Linked DNA regions of Dromaius novaehollandiae: region 2 is linked to region 1. The links are chromatin contacts, called in public Hi-C maps. All regions are on one chromosome and are shown on one strand. The core of a region is the stretch at or near the end of the contact, and the rest is flanking DNA. Distances in the headings are between cores, read along the strand shown. Region 1 overlaps FGF13 (fibroblast growth factor 13). Region 2 has its middle 160 kb from the start of ZIC3.

Region 1 (5,463 bases), core at 245-2,744:
TTGGGGTTAAGAAAGTCTTATTCAGGTAAGATGTATTTAAGCAATATTTTTAAAGGAAAAACTAGAAGGTATTTCCTGGCAGTAATCCTGTGTAGAGATAATAAGCTATGTAAAGAAATTAAAGCTTAATATTTATTCAAAGAATGTGGTAGTTCTTTGACTGCTTCAGTTTTCTTTGGTTACTCTAAAAATACACTATTTAAAGCAAGTGTTATTGTTGATACTTACTGATTGGAAATGTAGATATACTGAATATACTACTGAACTGGCAAATTTATTCTGTTTGAACAAAGTATTTCAAATGCAGCACAGGTTGATTTTTGTGGCCTTTTAAACATCTGTGCTTCATACTTAGTAAATCTTGTACCCAAACCTTGTAACAGGAATAAAGCTAATTCTTGCTTTAAAGAAAAAAGACAATAATTCCACTGTGCTGTGCTAACATTAACTAAACACAATCTTGTTATGGTGTTTATAACTTGAAAACCTTTTTAATACCAGAATATCAGCATTTCTGTATTCTTTTGTAAATATTTTAGCTAAAGGCTCACTGTGGTATAACTTATTTTTCTTAATAGTGGAAAAGTGCGTTCTCTATTTCGTGTATGAAACGATCAGATTACTGGAAGAACCAACGCCCTATGGCTAGAAGAGAAAAACAAATCTAAGAGCTCTTGGAAAATGCCCCAATATCAAACAATAATCTGATTAGCAGTGCGTACAGAGGGTTAGATATTAACTGTATTCTCTAGGATGTATATCATTCTTTATTGGAAATAATGCAACACAATCCGTAAACAACTTCAATGATATTGCATGCGGCATCCATGTTTTTTTCTCCTTGAAATTAATCTAGTAAGCCTAAATAGAGTAAAGATAAGTATAGAACATAAAAGATCTGCAATGTTTTAGGTTTTTTTTAAAAAGTGTTTACACAATGTAATCGATTAATATATGATCCTGGTTTTTAACTATTGAATGCCTTGTCCTTGTTTTGCAAAAATGGTGGGTTAGCGTAGCGTAAGAGTGGCAAAGCTAAAGTGGTTCTGAAGCAGTCGCAGCGTTTGCTGGAGAGCAGCTTTTCTTTAGTACGTGTCCTCGCCACAATGTGCAAAAGAAGTGCTACTGGCTGGTTACGAAGCAGGGAATAAACCTTGGGGGCAGGCCGGGGGGCTCGCTCACCCCTCCCGGGGCTGGAGGTCTGCGAGCGCTGGAGCGGGCAGGGCGAGGCCGGCCGGGGCGGATCAGCACCGCGGAGAGCGCCCGCCCGGCCCCGGGGAGCCGCCGCGCCCGGGGCTCTTCGGCCCCGCAGCGCCGAAGCCCCCTTCGCCCCCTCTCTGCCTGCCGGGCCCCGTCCGGCCCTCGCGGGAGCCGGCTGCTGTTTACAGCCGGGGGGGCCCACGTACGTTTGCTGTAATTAAATATCACCGCTGACCGAAACGAAATCGACGAAGAAAGTGAATGACCTTGCTGCGGCAGTGACAAGAACTAACTCTAGGTGTCCCTCTAGCTTCTGGTTTTAGCACTAATGCCATGCTTTGGGGTTTGCTACTGAAAGTGCTGGAAGTGGGGCTGTTTGTGTATCTTGTAACTGTATACAGATTGTTGTGCAGCATGCTTCTTGTGCAGGAAACTCTGTTTTTTACCCAAAGCCTCCTGTAAAGACTTTACATCAGAACTTTTTAAGTGGGCTGAAATTTATAGCAATAATGTTTTAAAAATACAGTCACTGAGTAAGACATTTTATATATTACAGAGCTGGAAAAAAAGGAAGGGCTGAAGGTGGTGAAAGTTTTTCCAGCATTAGCAGCTCTACTCTGATTCCCTTGTGTTTGTGCAACTCAGCATTTTGAAACGTCTTGGTTTGGCTCACATTTGCAAGTTGGGAAGAAGAGAGGCAGGAAAAAATGCCTGTGTTTAAGTGCCCATATTATGTATGTAGAATCCATGTTTGCAGAGGTTTGAGCAAGTCCAATTCATACTCAGCACATATGATTGGGGAGTAGCTAAGGCCATGCATATGGGCAGGTCAGTTAATTAAAATCCTAGTCTTTTATTTGTACCAACTTCTGAAGCTTAATCTGTTGGCTTCGTGCTGGTTTACAGTTAAAAATGCAGCTACGATTACCTAGTCTCTGCACAAGCGAATGTGTCCCTGTCATAAGCAAGAGAATAACAGTGCTCAGCTGGGGCAACTTCACATCTATTCCTCTGGTTTCTGAGATTTGTTTCTCTGCATAGTAACAAAATCTTCCTATGCTTTCTGATGAGGTCTGACTCCCCAGAAATGTATCCAGCCGACTAATGTGAAAATTGGGAGCAGTAGCAGATGTTCTGCCATCAGCCTCCTTCTCTGATTTCTCTGAATTTCTTCTAATCTGCTGATGTATAATTTGCACATGCAATTGTTCTGGTCTTCATGCTTCAGGCCTATTTAAATCCAATATGGTGAATGCTGACTGGTGGTCTTTGTTCCTGTTCTGCTAGGCAATGTTTCTTGTGAGTGTTGTTCGCAAAAAGAATGCTTCTAGCATAAGCTAATAAATTTCCTTCTACTTACGATATGTTGCTTTTCCTATCCAAGATTCCCCATGTGATTTATAGATGTCCTCTTTGCTCTGCTCTTGCTAGCAGCAGCTTCTGCTAGGCCATGAGGGACAGTTGCTGGAAGGTGTGTCTTGGGGGTGGGGGAGGATGGGTAGTGTGACTGTGTGAGTGCTTGGCCAGTTTTTATATTCACATCTATTACTGAGCACTGCCAGAAACAAGAGACTGAGCTAGGAGGATGTTAGTTAGTTATTTTTGATAATGGTCTATGATGATTCATAGATTAATCTATTACAAAGATGGTAGATAGAAAGCATAAGGTAGATAATAGTCTGAATTCTTCCCCCCTCCCCCCAAAAGGGTACTTCAGTGAGAGAGAGGTAGTGTTTTCCTTTATGCAGCTATGAAAATGATGGTGCTTTTCAGATGGAGATGAATTTGAATGGGGATGAATGAAGCTGTCTGGAGATGCCTTCTTCTCTTCTTTCTTGGCTGTACAGCCAAGATAGTTGGCTCAGATGAGTTTAGAGTAACCTTACTTTTACATCACTGAAGTTAGGTGAGATATACTTTGTTTTACCACCATTATTACCTGGTGAATAAAGCACAGAATCTGGAAGTTTTACCTTGTGGACCTTTTCCTAATCCTCAAGGTCACATCTTCCCTCTGATTAGTAGAAAATGAGACCAACATTTTTGCTAAGGTAACCTGGTTCCAGTTCCATGACAGGGAGCAGAGCAAAGCCTCACTTACACCTTTGCAGAAACAGCTGCCCATGAGGTATGCCAGCTCCAGCTCCTGGAAAGCACCACCTCCATCCAAGAAATGGCACTTTTGCTCAAAGTCCCTTTGTTTGGTGACTGACTCTGTTCACATTCTCCTTTGAACTTGGTGCCATAATCTCTGCAGTCAGGTGAAAGTCACAGAAATTTGTTACCAGGCTCTTCTGATCTCAGCCCAGTTAATTTGGTTTCATTCTTAGAAAACAGATGGGTCTCAGATCATTAACACAGCAACACGAAGTGCTAAGCCTGGCATCTGTCACATGGCTCCAGAGAATTGGACTCTATAGTCCTGTGAAGTCAAGCAATAGGGCAAAACTTAGCTTCTAAGCAAGGCAAAAACTGTGTCGAAAAACTGAGAAGTTGGTGGCAATGCTTGGGTGCAGGTGACAAGAGGAAGCATAGATGCTCCAACTCAGTGGAGACCCAGTGAGTGTTTGTTTTTGTCAAGCTCTTGACAGAGGATGAGTCGTCAGATCTATGAAATGATGAAAAAGATCTGTTTGGGTAATGAATGTGATGTTCTCCAGGCAACTTGCTTTGTGTCTGTGAAGGACTGCTTATGGTATTTTGTCACGTAGTAAAGTGGCCTTATGTTAAGTTTGACAGTGGTATATAACCCACGCATCTAGTGTGTCCCATGCTGAGATGTAAATATTTCAGGGATGATATGCTGTCATTTACACTGATGTTTCTGAGTGTCATCGTGCTGTGAGGGGCATGAACAAACTTCTGTGCATACTGATGTGGGAGGATCTTGAGTGTATTTGCTATGGCTTTGTGGTGGGCAGAGAGAAGTTGGCCAGTTGCTGCTGCAAGTTTCTGGCTCAGGTTGGGCACCTAAAGACACCAGAATAATGTGTTCCTAATTTGGGAGCACGCAGAGTGCTGGGAGCTGATCTCTTGTTTGTTCTGTGACCTTTCCCAGGTGATTGGCACTGATCTTTTATGCACCGGATAGACGATCTTTTGTGGTTGACATTTTGAGATGACTGAATATGGATTAACCTAGGCAAAACTATTTCTGTTTTCTACCTTCAAACAATGCCCTCCTTTTCCAAAAATGTCTGCTCCACCAGGGCATGTGGTCAGATCAAATCCATTTTGACTGATACAGTGCTCTAAAGGAATCAGAGGTCACAGCTGGAAAGGGGTAGAGAAAATGAAAATTTTCTCTGAGAATCTGGGAGGAAACTGGTGCTCTTGATCTGAGGTCCATTGACCATCCTGAGCGTTTAGCAGAGAGAGTCAGTCACTGTGAAGAGGCACAAATTCTTGTTTGAATCAGTGAAACTTGTCCCAGCAGACATGTGCAGATCTGCTAAGAGAACAAGATCAGGATATAAGAACCTTTTGTAATGCATTAGGTGCACAATTATTTTTTAAATATCTTGATAGTCTTAATGAGATGACTCACATGCTTCCAGATAGTGATGTGCTTCTCTGCTTTGCTGGATAGGGGCTAGTTTCTGCACATCCAGCCCTGTGCACTGCAGATGTATTCTGTAACGGGGAACATCCAGGAGTCTGTGGCTGGTATTGGAATTCATGATTCTGCAGTCTGAGAAGACAAAATTTAACCAGCCACCTGCTCCCTTGGACTCCAGCATAGACTGTGCTTTCATGTGTGGAAAGAGTGAGCTCTTGTACAAACGAGTCCAAACAACATGTCTACACTGGTGTCACAGGAATTTATTTTTTTTTCCTATTACTAATAGGACAGCAAAGCACACTTTTGCAAAGGTGTATGGCACAGGCACACACAGGAACATCCATTTCACCACTTACAAGTCCCTTATGATCTTGCTATAAAGATACAGAAATACAGCTGGTATAAATCAGGTTATTGAAGTGAATGTTTACTATTAAGGTGAATTTTAAGGTAGCCTCATTGGTCTGTTGCCTAAAATATCATCAAATTTGAGCTCTTGGTCTGGAGCTGCCTGAAGGCCTGGTTCTTCCACTAATGCCAATTACCACCTTGCACATAAAAATAAACCTCTAGATGACCTCTAAATTTGGCTTAAATCTGGCTGCTGAACAGGGGGTAAAACTAGGCTTTCTGGGGTAATGAGCTGGCCAGGAAAATGTACTCTTCCCCCCGCAAAAAGCAAGCAGAGAGCATCGCGGCAT
Region 2 (6,052 bases), core at 1,430-3,929, 160 kb after region 1:
ATCTGTGATAAAGTGCTCAGTGGAAGGGATAACACCACATCACCGGTACTCCACAGACACATTCACAGTTGCTGAAAATAAGTTTCTGGTTGCTCAGTGGTGCCAGACTAATAACCACGTTGCTTTGCTAAAGTGGCCATACTTCAGAGTAAAATAAAACTCTCAGGGTTAAGAGAAGAAACACCTGAAATTAGTTATTCCCACTTTTCAAAACTACTCAGGTCAGGCCAGACATCCCACATGCCGTGAAATCTTTCTTCCTTCCCACAGACCCTATGACCATTGCCTGAGTTTGAAGAGGCAGGATTCGGTCCATTTTCCTGATGGAGCTTCAAACAAAAGACTCCGTTACAGAGGCATGAAAATAAGGTCTCAACTGATGTCCATCCTGTCTTTCCCCTCCCACACCACATGAGCTGCACGCTTAACAAATCAGCTCTGCGGTTCTCCTTCCCTTAGGAGCAGGACTAGCTCCTCTTCTGGGCTGCAGTTACACCACAGACTAATTCTGCGTGATCCCTCCATACCCAAAAACCTTTCCTTCATGAAATGGATTAGAGCTATTCTTAAGAGCAGTTATCTTGAACTTTCAAGAAAGCAAAGGAATAAATTATTTAAAACATGGGGGAAATGTCCATTTAGATTAATGCTAGGCTGAAAATAGTCCTTCTCTTCAATTCACTGGATGACTACTATAACATTCAGCCCAGTTTAATGGAATGATACTCCAGCTACATGAAGTTTCTCAGAAAGAGATGTACTATCCATCGCCCACTTTCTACTCCACCTATCTGTAATGGAGACAATTACTTTAAAATATCTTTCTCTGGTAGACTGACTTGCATGCAAGTCATCTCTCTTGGCTAACTTTTGAGATGTATTGTGATGATAAACATAAAGCCATCAACTCTGAAAGCTAAGAAAGGTGACCTGCTTACTGATACAGACAACTCAGACTGGGAAAGAGGCCAAGGGGAAACACAGAAGGGCTTTCAAATCAGCTCGGTAAGCCCTCCCATTTCTTTCTCCACAGATGGAGGTTCAATCAGACAGGACAGACTTGAGCGGTGGGTCAGCTGAGTGCCTCCAATGGAGAGAGAAGAGAGCTGAAATGCTCCACAAGTGCATGAGGTGCCCTCTTCAGCAGTGCTGGAGAGCTGCCTTGGTGCAGGTGACGTTCCTCCTTCTTCCCTCCCGTGGCTGAGGGCAGCATCATGGGGCTTTAGCCCATGGTTTTCCTTGCCAGGCCACACAATATCTTTCTTCAAGCCCAATCCTCCACTGACAGCTCTGCCATGCTGAGGGAATGCTATCTCTGAATAGCCCTGGTAGAGCCAACAGTGGGCACACTTGAGTCATCAGCACTATATATCCCAGAATGAACAGTATATTGGGACCCACAGCCTCCCCTGGAGAGCTGCAGCAGCGCCAACCCCAAACAAACTTCAGCAGGTTTCATGCCTCTCTGCACAAACATTGTAGTCCCTGCTAAACAGCTTTCCATCTTTTCTTTCAGGATAGTAATTCAAGAACTACATCCTTGGGATTTTTGCTCTCCCGGATGAGGCATTTCCAACCACAAAGCCTGTCCTAAGAGAGAGATGCTCTCACACAGGTGTGCTCAGTTTGCAAGACAGCTCAGGGGCTAATTCTCTAATCCCACTGCAGACTAAGCCAGGATCACCCTGCAAAGAGGTGAAATGCTTTTATCCTTTCACAGATGAGAAACTAAGACTCAAGGCCAGAACCAGCAAGGAGCCTAAACAAGGGTTCAGATGGAGTTAGGGTAATTGCAGCTAAAGTCACCGTTTACAATGTCCCTTTCCCCTGTCCCTGGCAGTGTCACCTCTCTGTGCGACTTCCCTGTTCACCGGGTCCCTCAAAACCGGCTAGGCATGCTCAGAGCTGCCCAGATGGGAGCCACTCAAGGTCTCGGGGCCCACCAGGAGATCAGGATGGTCAGACTTCCCCTGCAAGTCCTGCCTGGATGCAGGCCAGAAGGTGCCCACCGACCCCACAGCAGCATCTCAGACCCCTTTTTCTTAAAAGGGAGGTCCAAGTGTTCCAGTTCATGCTACCACCGTGCTGAAAGAGCAACCTCCGTGGTATCTGGAGGCAAAGGAAAACATACCTGTAATTACTGCCTGCAAGCCAAGCCGCAGGGAAGGATGTGTCTCGCGGGCTGATATTATTTTACTAAGGTAACACTTTACCTCAGGAAAAGAACTGTGGTAAAATAACACCTCATTGGCTTTGAGCCAGCGGCCCAGCTCCCACGGCCCCAGGAAAGCCGAGTCTCTCCCCGCCTCTGCGCTCCCGTTTCCTGTTCAGTCTGGACAGCCCCATAATGGTATTTTCAGACACAGCAGTAACAGAGGCCCCGCACGTGCAAACGGCCCTTTGCGGGTGTGAAGCAGGCTGCAAAGGGTAATTAAACAATCCAAACTGTACAATTGGGTCCCTTATTACAGAGCAACATTAAAGTCTGAAAGCAGTTGATCATCTTGCTTAACGAGCCCAGTTTTCACCAGTATGGTTAAAAGTCACATTCCAGGGGGAAAGGAGACCGCAGAGGAAAAAGTCCTCATGTGAGGTTTGCTGCCAGCGCCATACGTGTGTGTAGCTACAGCGAAGTGAGAACACAGCTCCTGCCCGGCTCAGTTAGCCCGGCGCTTAGCCGGGGAACATCTGCACCGCTTTCAACTTCACTCTGTTTTAAAAATTGAGCGAGACTGCCACCTACTAACACACAGCTGAAATGACCAAAACTGTGCAGTGCTGCCAGACAGAAAAATACAACAGAAGCATGAAAATACCTAGAAGGGTTGCACTTACAAAAGTGTTTGAAATTACAAGCATCTTTCCTTCTTCTGCATTTGATGGTGAGAAAGAAGGCAGGTCGTGCTATCTCTGCAGCATTCACATGCTTTTCCTCAGCTGAATCAACAGCTCCCAGCACATAATTCAGACTCCGTTCTTAATTCAATTAACTCCATTAATTTTGCTTCTCTTTCCACTCAGGAAATGTCCACAAGCACATCCTAGTTTCCTAAGCGAGGCCATTTTAAATGGTACAACAAACCGGGTTAAGTACATTCACTCCAGGGACAGCAGCATTTAAGCCGTTTCTTTTCAGCTGGGAGAAGCCACGTGGTATCGCTTATTCCCAGATCACGAGAGAGAGGAAACCAGAGAAGTTTTACAGGTGTAAATGGAGACCCCAGGCTTGCCTGGGACCTCAGGTGTGACCACGACCACCACAACGACCAGTGAATGTATTTGCACAGATGCTCTGGGAAAGCAAACAGCACGAGTGTCACTGACACAAATGCCCTTATCTGAAGGCGTAAGGCAACACCTCCGTCGCTCCCTTCTGCCTGGTGATTGCAGGGGCCATCCCAGAGCATCGGTGACAGTCCCTGCAGAGAAAAGCGTATGTATTCAGATAAAAGGCTACCTTCAACACGACTCAATCCCACAACTTATTTGACACAGCAGTTTAATGCACATCAGAGCGCAGAACACTGAGTATAGGAGGTATTGGCAATGAACCACTCCAATTAGGCTGACTTTCAGATGAATCTCTACAAATTAGAGAAGAGCAGATTAATGCAGGCTCTCCAAAGAGACCCCTAATAGGACTAGTAACTGGGAGCAAATTAAATTAGTGCCGTAAGAGAGGTTATGTAAAAGTCTTTTAATTCAGAGAGTGAGGACTTGTTTCAGTACAGAAAAATAATTTAGCTTCATTCAAACATTAAATACCCATCCAAGTGGCAAACACTGGAAATGGTCAAATATTTTTCAAACAAATCTTTCCAGAGAAAATGAATATATAATAAAACACCAATTTTTCTGAAAAAAAATGCTTCCTTTTTATCCAAAGAAAACAAACGGTCCATTTTTTTTGGCAGCCAAACAAGGGGAAAAAATACTTCCAATGCAGAAAGCAAGCTAATGGCAATATCAACAACAACAACAAAACATGTAGCAGACTGAAGAAAACCAAAAAAAGCCCTTGCTGGACTGAGATAAAAATCAAAGGTGAGAAACTTATGAGTATCCCAAAGGTGCAGGTTTCGGCACGGCCCCACCTGCCCCTGCCCATTTTGGTTAGTCAGAAAGGCCCAAGAATGCTCATCCCAAAAAGACAGAGACTAGAAGATAGACCCAGCCTTTCCTGTATTCTCCCTGCTCTCAAAAAGCAACGTATTCCTGCTTCCCAGCTTTTTACATGGAAAGAAAATGTCACCAGGTGCTTGTGGCTTTTCTTTTTTTCCTGCCTTCTGAACAGCTGGTAGAAGCTGTTTAAAATTTGTATTTCAATTAAAATCAAAGCATGATAAGAGGAAATGCCCAAAGTTTTCAGCCATGTCTCCGAGCCCGGGGTATGATTCCCTGCTGAGCGTTACAGCTGAGGGCTGCTCCTCTCTTTACCATGTATCCTCAGAGTCTCTTTAAGGAGGAAGAAATTCCCCTTTATTCTCTCTTTCAGTAGAAATTAAGTATCTAGCTAGGTATTAAACACTTACATAGTTCTTTGGATCTAAGTGCAAGCATTTCTATAAAAAGGGAGATTTCTGGCTTTCCAGAAAGGAGGTTCCCAACAGAATTTGATGCAGAGCTCCAGAGCTCAAGTGGATGCCCCGACCAGCGAACCGCCCTTCCTCTTCCCCACAGCCAACTGGGAAGACAAAACTCTTTTTATAAATAGAGGATGAGGCTTTTGTATTTTGTGTTCAGCCTATCTTTTCTTTTTCTTGATACCAGCAAGCAGTTTAAATTAATAATTATATTTCTCCAAATACACACATCCATCATATAGCTATACAGGCACTGTTATATATTATATACACAGAGAGAGAGTAAGAGCCAGGTATCATTAATCTTAAATATTTATATCTTCCTGGAAGAACTAGTTGACAGCTGCTAAGCTACTGGCAAACTGTCAGCCTTAAGTATTTTTCCCCTTTCCTTTGGCACCATGCCCCTGGCTTCATTTCAACCACACATTGCAGAGACCATTCAGAACAATAACGACACCCTGTCTCGGAAAGTAAGCTCTGCGCAGCACATTCCCCCCCAATCACGCCTGCAGCTCATTAGCAATAATGTGACTTACACACATTTGCATGGATAGGGGAAATTAGCTCCGCTATGGATCAAATGGCTTTCCTGCCCTCTCCGAAGCCCCTCAGCACACTAAGCTGAACCCCCGGAAAACTCAGCTCGCCGACTGGTATTGGGATTAACAGCAGGAAATACAACGGGCTTACGTGAAGTCAAGGAGAAAGCTCCAGTTCTTTGTGATACTTCTATATTATCCGTATTTTATTCTGCCGTTAATGTTTTACATCTGAATTGTGCCGTTTTCTCATTTTGAACTAAGTTTACCTTGGGCCGATGGCAGCACAAGAGGAGCAGTGCCCAAACTGAACTCCAGCATCTTTACTCATTAAAATGTCTCTGGGTTTCCGCTTCTTCCAAAGCCACCTTCCTCTGCCACTCGGTACTGCAACAATCCCTGCAAAAGAGTGATTTTAAAAAGGGGCATAAGGGGGAGCAGGAATATCATTTTGAGATATGGATGTATAAAGCCTGATTCCCCATTGCCCTGCACTGCCTGCACTCAGTTAGACCAAGGCAGAAGGGGTCGGATGCTCTGCAGCCTCTTTGGCTCACTGGAGTAACCACATAGCATGGTGGGCCTAGCTCCCCTGCAAATGCTGTTAGTAATGCAAAGCGGGCAAAGGGCAACACAGGGCCTGGCCTGGGAGATAGTTTTTGTGACATTTTTAAGCTTGCATTATCTCTCCACGAAATGTTGCAGACTTGCACAGTGTTTCTTTAGCCAGAAAAAAAAAAAAAAGTGTAATTATTGTAGCAGTACAACTGAAGTCACAGGGAGCCTGTGAGCAAGAATGATGAGCAGTTAGATAATAGCCTAACAAGCAGGATGTCTACAGCCCATTAAAGAACTAACAAAAGGTCTACAAGAGACACCTGTGGTATTGTACAGGGAAGACGTGCAAACCAGGAAATGCCTAAATAT

Evidence for each region. A called contact is a pair of places that touch in the nucleus more often than the background predicts.
Region 2: a Hi-C map of liver shows a contact between it and region 1, with 10 times the contacts expected there. The contact joins two enhancer-like sites. A contact is called at or near these places in 2 of 4 Hi-C or Micro-C datasets (brain and liver).

The regions. Positions count from the first base shown.
Region 1 is chr11:20,811,082-20,816,544 of bDroNov1.hap1, forward strand. All of the region lies in intron 1 of FGF13 (fibroblast growth factor 13), which reads left to right. Among named protein-coding and RNA genes, the nearest start is that of FGF13, 190 kb to the left of the region's middle. Within about 2 kb of position 1,495, at least 2 of the 2 cell types and tissues checked have open chromatin away from gene starts, as enhancers often do.
Region 2 is chr11:20,971,487-20,977,538 of bDroNov1.hap1, forward strand. No RefSeq gene overlaps it. Among named protein-coding and RNA genes, the nearest start is that of ZIC3, 160 kb to the right of the region's middle. Within about 2 kb of position 2,680, at least 2 of the 2 cell types and tissues checked have open chromatin away from gene starts, as enhancers often do.